Linked DNA regions of Bombyx mori: region 1 is linked to region 2. The links are chromatin contacts, called in public Hi-C maps. All regions are on one chromosome and are shown on one strand. The core of a region is the stretch at or near the end of the contact, and the rest is flanking DNA. Distances in the headings are between cores, read along the strand shown.

Region 1 (3,461 bases), core at 125-2,624, 38 kb before region 2:
CGCTTGATAGGTTCACAGAACATTTATTGATTGCTGCATTTGAGATGCGCCTATAAAGATTAAGCAATTAGTTCTCGTTGCGTAGTTTACTTGGTTTTAATTTGTAATTTTAGAAATTAAATTCTAACCTTTGTGCATGGGATCGACACGGACATCCAATATTTGCCCGATTCGTTTGAATATTTTTAAAGAACTTAGCTCTATTGGAGTTCATAATCCTAATTCCTTGACGAGTCCACATCATATTATTCTTGTTCTAAGTACTGCAACTGAATTTTATCCCAGAATTTACAAATTTACAAAATTTAGAAAACTTATGGTACCTGCACTGGTAGAATTTTTATTCAACGATTGAAAATTTAGTTGTATAAAATGTCACAATAAATCAAATGTCAAATTTTTGTAGTATTTCTAATTTTCTAAATGAAAAGGCAAAGATATCACACCATACTGCCGGATAACTCACCTACAAGCTCGGCGAATTTAGAATAACCTCTCGAGGTTACTAGAATAGGTAAAAATTTTTTTGATTAATTCATGAAATAATTAAAAGAAGTGAGATGAGATGATATGTATGGGATGAAATATAATCTCAGTAAAATGGTGGTTATTTACTGAGACTTTTTCAGTGGACTTTTTGAAGGATCCCGAAAAGCTATGAATAGTGGCTTTGTTTCATTTTCCCACAATTTTGCACTTTCACAGAATATAGCATAAACGCAGTCTGGATGAAAACAAAAAGAAGTGAAAATAAATTGAATAGAATGAGAAGATATTTGTTTATATTGTCTAAAGAGATTGTCTCTCTTTATTTCCCCCCTATATTTAATAAATTATTTTTTTTAGGATACTGTAAAAACTGTAAACTCACTCACTAATTCTGTTTAAGACGAAATTACATTTTGGGGTCGACGTGGGTTCCAAAATGTTCATATAACTATCCGATGCTCCCACAGTTTAAATGAGAGTATAAATAATTTCGTCTTAACCTCAATTTCAAAAAAAAATTCATCGAATGCATTTCATTTTTCCACAATTATTGTTCTTTTTCGTAAGAACTAAATGGTTAGATAAGAAGTCTCTTTCTGTCTTTGTTTTTTTTTGTCAAGAATCTTTTTGCCAACACGAATTCGCTCAGATATACATAGTTTGTACATAATTTTCCTATTACTCTCTACTATGTCTTCTCTTTTGTGTGTACATAAATAAATAAATAAAGTAAATAAAAATAGTTGAAAAATAACAAAAGTAATCGCAAATTAATTTAGATTATGGTATGTAGTGGAGTTTTAATTAATGGTTACAAGACATGTATACTTTATTTTGCCCCGGTGCTCTTTCAATTGATACCAAAATCTATTTTGAGGGTAGCCCTTCTCAAACTCAATCTAGCAACTCTGAAGAAATGTCAACGTTCAGCATTGTCAAATTTCAATTCTAGTGTACGAATCGTGGATGTGGTTTGTGCTGTGTTTTTTGTTTTGACTGTTTTGAGTGGATGTTAGACATTGTAATTTGCGATTGTCATGTGGTAAGTTTGTCTCCTATTTGTACAACTTTAAAATAAATACATATTTTTCGTAAGAGATATGCGTGTTTGGTTAGTATTTGCACAATTGTCATCAAGTTGCCGTTATTTGACGGGTAGCGCCATCGCCCAAGCTTGGCAAGTCGGCGATCGGCTCCACCTCAACGAAACGTGACGATTAGAAGTCGATTCTAATTTTTAATTTAATTATTACATGTTACATACGCTCAAATACAATGATCCAGTTTGTGATCACCTGATGACCTAACCCTTAAAGAATTTAGCCCTGCGGTAACCAGTTTACAAAGTAAAGTTGTACTTTACGTTGTCGACTTCCCGCCTATGAATCACACCGTTGGTGTAATTGAAAAATTTGAATGAGCTTAAAATATAAAAAAAATTATTACATAGGTACCCTAAATTTCTAGGTACCTAATATAAAATATCAATATGATTACCCCCGAATTAACGGACTACCTACATTGTTGAATATAAAATCACTGATTAAATATAGGTGGTCAAAGTTGTAGAAAATGAATAAGAGTCCTATGTACATACAAATACTTATGTTACTCAAGAAACCTATTTACTACTAGCGACCCGCCCTCGCTTCGCTTCGGAAACATTAAATTTTATTATTGATAGCTGAGTCCCGCGATGTTACCCGCGGTTATTGTCGTACCGCGGGTGACGCCGCGGGTCAAAGCTAGTCTAAAAAAAGTAGCCTAAGTTACTCCTTATATCATCAGCTACCTGTCAGTGAAAGTCCCGTCAAAATCAATCCAGCCGTTCCAGAGATTAGCCAGAACAAACCAACAGACAGACAGACAAAAATTGTAACAAATGCTATTTTGGTATATGTACCGTATATATATATTCATATGCATGTAGTAAAAAGCGGTTATTTCAATATTACAAACAGACACTCCAATTGATTAATTACATAAAATCTGTCTGTTGAAAGATCAAGCACTTTGTAAGCAACATGAAATTATAAACTTAAATGAAAGTTTGCCTCCCAAAATTTATTCAAAAAGTATATTTATTTCATAGTTCCTGAATTCTAATCTTACTCAAACAGTTACAATAAATTTAAGTCTTCAATTAATATAGACTTTCTATATCATGATTGTTTATTTATTGTTAACACAATAATATAGAATATAGTATTTTTTAGGTTCTCATTAAAATAGTTACGTAATCATTAAAAGAAAATGTTGAACTTTATCATGTTCTTTGTGATTTCACAGGTTATGCCCTTCATTATATATATTGTAAAATTTAATTAAAACAACCCTTTAAATATATATAAAATAAAATGTTATGAAAGTTTGCTATTAAAACACCATTAAAGCCAAAACAAGAAAACATTTTACATTTCATGCTCACATTTATTGAGTTCAATTCTTCAATATCAATAGTTGAGGTCAATGAAGTGTGAATTGACACCAATTAGAGAGCCAAGTTCACATTACTATTGAATAGAAGACATCAGAATTTTCTGAAGCTTTAATTTTTGTATTTTATTTTATGTTTGCGGGTTACAGATTATGAAACAACAATAATATTACACCTATTAGTATGTTAATACAGGATAAATTTAAATACTAACTTTAAAAAAAACAAGAATACTACAGTTGTGCACATTATAATATAATTTAATCTGTTGATTTATATAAAACTGCAATCTTAATAATAAGTAATGTATGTATTATTTTCTCCTATTTGACACTGTAACTTGGATGCTACATTTCCGTTCATTATGTTTTAGCTGTGCTTTGATGTTTTAATTGAGCGAGCACTTTTGCACTTACTGAAATTAAATAAAGAACGGTTAGCAGACATTCACTCAATCTGTGTGAATTAGTTATGGCTACACCGTCAATGTTTATCCCTCTAAATGAAAGTTCTAGCACTAAACAAGTAATAAATA
Region 2 (3,555 bases), core at 627-3,126:
AGCACCCATTTTGAAGGCACATACATAAACATATATCTATCTCGTTCTTACTCAGCACTGTAACTCGCAGAAAAACAATATAACAGTATTTCAGCGCGTACATAAAGTGAAACATGAATATACGTAAATACCTAATGAGGCCGAAAATCCGCCATATTTAGCGCACCAAATGTCATTGTCAGTCAGTTCAGCCGTCGGTCTTGGTTTGTACATTATTAATCCACTTTGATATTGATTTAATATGATTGCTTATATATATATATATATTTTTTTTTATCATGCTACTCCGATTAAAACATACAAATATTTTAAAAATATTTTATACGATCCCAAGAAAGTCGGTGCCCCAAAAATATTCTCTATATATATTTAAATTCATTATGGAGCACTACTTCGAAATATCGGACACCATTTTTCAGTCGGAATCAATTGATCATGATTTTAGTTCATCATGATTTTGATCACGAGTTTAGGCAGCGGCTTGACTCTGCCCCTGGCATTGCTGAAGTCCATGGGCGACGGTAACCACTCACCATCAGGTGGGCCGTATGCTCGTCAGCCTACAAGGGCAATAAAAAAAAAAGAAAAGATATTTATAGTATTCTTCCGTTCTTAAGAATAAAAGCGTTTAATGTAGCTGGTACTGGTACTAGTAGCTATAACTATCACAGAACCCTGAATATTTCATAGACGCCTGAATCTCGCTAACGACATTTTCAAGATAGGTTTGCATATATACAAGTGCCGAACAATAACATTCGGTACAATCGAAATATTTGCTGTGTCATCATCCAGGATGGAAACGGGAGATTTTCTTTATGTGGACAAAACGCGACCCTATACAGTTTCCTATTAACTAAAAATCAATGGTCCGAGAATAGTTTTTGTTGCGATAAGTGCGTCGTAAAGGCCCGGGTGTTACCTCAAACAAGGGTATTTACTGTCTCGTACAATCATAATATGAATGTATCCGATGTTTATGCATGTTCTTCTTTGTTAAACTGTCGGCGTGGAGACGAGCTGCTGACAAACGACCAGATATCAAATGATCAGCACAACTTATTCAAACATCAAAACGTGAATCGCGTTCACTTTGAGGCGTGAGATCTAAGTTTTTTTTTTTATTGCTTTTAATGTGTGGGCGAGCTCACAGCCCACCTGGTGATAAGTGGTTCCTGGAGCCCATGAACATTTACAACGTAAAGGCCGCCACCCACCTTGAGATAAGTTCTAAAGTCTCAGTATAGTTACAACGGCTGCCCCACCCTTCAAACCGAAATGCATTAATGCTTCACGGCAGAAATAGGCAGGGTGGTGATACCTACCCGTGAGAACTCAAAAGAGGTCTTGCCCCCAGTTCCAGGTGTATTATAATTCCGGGTGCGTGTCACCCTTGAAACTCGATCGAATTGCTCAGTTGGTCCCCAATAGCTTAATGCTCATTTAACTATGTTTAAATCAAGATGCAAAAATTCACTTATTAAAAAAATAATAGTTTAAAAAATCTAACAAAATACGCTTTTATGGAAAATCCAACTAAAAAATAGAAAATAAATTTTAATAAATTTGAATTAAAAATAGTGTAAAACTCTATAAAAACGTATTTTGTTAGTTTTTTTAACCTATTATTTATTTTTTAGTTGAATTTCAATTTTTTCAATTGTTTTTTAAATATTGAATTGTCATCGGTCCTTAATAAGTATACCTTTCGAGTTAATCCGACGTTTTGAAGGGAGTCAAAATCATGTTCAAAGATTTCGTTACAAACATACATACGTCTGAACCTAATAAAAGCTTATTAATATTAAACATGACTACGTTGCCAAACTGTGTAATAAAACTGGTCGTTATTTGATAAGAACAAAGGACGGCGGTAAACAGACATCGCCACTTTAGTCTAGTAATTAGTGATCGTGACTGTTGTGTTATGGTGACCCGGTTCAATTCCCGGTCGGGGTTTTTTGTTAAACAAATTTGACTTATATTATTGTTGACCCGGAGACCGTTCCAGTTACGCTTAGAGCGGTGGGTAAGCTTGAGCTCAGTTCAGAGGGGTTTTACTTTATAACAGCTACCTTGATGACAGATGTCTGAGCCCCTCCAAAGGGGCCTAACAGCTCAAGGGCAGCTGACTCACGAATGCGTCTACCACCGAAACGAAGTCGCGACCCGCTAAATACACTCGGGTGCAATGAAATCGCACATCTGTACATTTTTTGAAAAATATTATTTACATCTTTTTATTTAAAAAAATACATATATTTTTTAACATAAGGTTAAAGGAGAGTTCAATACCTATTCAAAAGACATGATAAGTTTACCTGCCTGCTGAAACAAAACGACAACAGCAAACTCCAAAAATTGCTCCCTCAACTCACTGCAGTTTGTAAGACCAAAGCGGCACGACACGAGAACCCTCTCATCGTGGCCGCCGGTAACTACATTCCCGATCCTGCGGACAGAATGGAAAGCAGTCGACGTCGCCCAAAACACGTCATATCGGATCCTCCCGATCCACTAACGGTGCTTCTAGGTACTTCAAGCACCGGTCACCGTTCTCGTCGAACCCGTCGCTTGCGACGAAGGGCTCGACGAGTAAGTTAACTCCCAGACACAGCCCACTGAGTTTCTCGCCGGATCTTCTCAGTGGGTCGCGTTTCCGATCCGGTGGTAGATTCTGCGAAGTACGGCTCTTGCTAGGGTTCGTGTTAGCAACGTCATCAGGTTTGAGCCCCGTGAGCTCACCTACAAACGTTAGGGTTACGCTGAAATAGCCTCTCAAGGCTCTCAGCTTAGGTAGGAAAAAAAAAAAAAAAAACCTCGTCAGTTGCAAGCCAACGCTTAACCTGATAAGACCTCTAGTGACTCCAATTGCATTTGTCTGAAAAAGATGGATACTACTCCGGAAAAAGCCGCTCAAGTCGTCGCTCTAATTGAAGCGAGCCAGAACCAGAGTGCTGTAGCTCGACAACTGAATATCAGCCGATATTCAGTTCGTCGTGTGTACCCGCGCTATCGGGAGACTGGTGGCTTTGGAAGGTGACGAGGATCTGGTCGAGCAAGAGCTACAACACAGCGCGACAACAGATTTCTTGTAACGACAGCGTTGCGAAATCGTCGTTTGACTGCCGTTGAACTTGCACAGCAGCTTCAACAGGTGCGTGAAGTGGTAGTCAGCAGGTGGACAGTCAGAAGGAGACTTGCCGAAGGTGGTTTGACTGCGCATAGACCAGCAAATGGCCCTAAATTGACGCCAGCTCACCGCCTGGCTCGTTTTCGATTTGCACAAGAACACGTCAACTGGACAGCCGACCAGTGGAAAGCAGTCCTGTTCTCAGACGAGTCCAGAATGTGTCTTCATGATAATGATAGACGTGGAAGGGTCTACAGAAGGCGCTCAGAGCGATTTTCCCAATGTTGCATCACTGTGAGACAATACTTACAAGAAGTAAATGTACCCGTGATGGAGTGGCCAGCTCGGAGCCCGGACTTTAATCCGATTGAACACTTGTGGGACGAATTAAAAAGAAAAATTAGAGGTCGAAATAGTGCTCC

Evidence for each region. Hi-C and Micro-C count contacts between places; a contact is called where the count stands out from the background.
Region 1: a Hi-C map of whole pupa shows a contact between it and region 2, with 3 times the contacts expected there. The contact joins the promoter of LOC101737365 here to the enhancer-like site in region 2. A contact is called at or near these places in 4 of 7 Hi-C or Micro-C datasets (midgut, an unstated tissue and whole pupa).

Annotation. Positions count from the first base shown.
Region 1 is chr5:14,752,997-14,756,457 of ASM3026992v2, reverse strand. LOC101737365 (ADP-ribosylation factor 6) reads left to right here and starts at 1,374. Exons shown (of 7, transcript XM_004929975.5): 1 at 1,374-1,531. LOC101737215 (leucine-rich PPR motif-containing protein, mitochondrial) reads right to left here and starts at 394. Exons shown (of 16, transcript XM_004929974.5): 1 at 129-394; 2 at 1-50. The coding sequence starts at 244.
Region 2 is chr5:14,715,527-14,719,081 of ASM3026992v2, reverse strand. The region is part of intron 2 of LOC101737365 (ADP-ribosylation factor 6); the gene reads left to right. Among protein-coding and RNA genes, the nearest start is that of LOC101737593, 26 kb to the right of the region's middle. Within about 2 kb of position 1,876, at least 1 of the 8 cell types and tissues checked has open chromatin away from gene starts, as enhancers often do.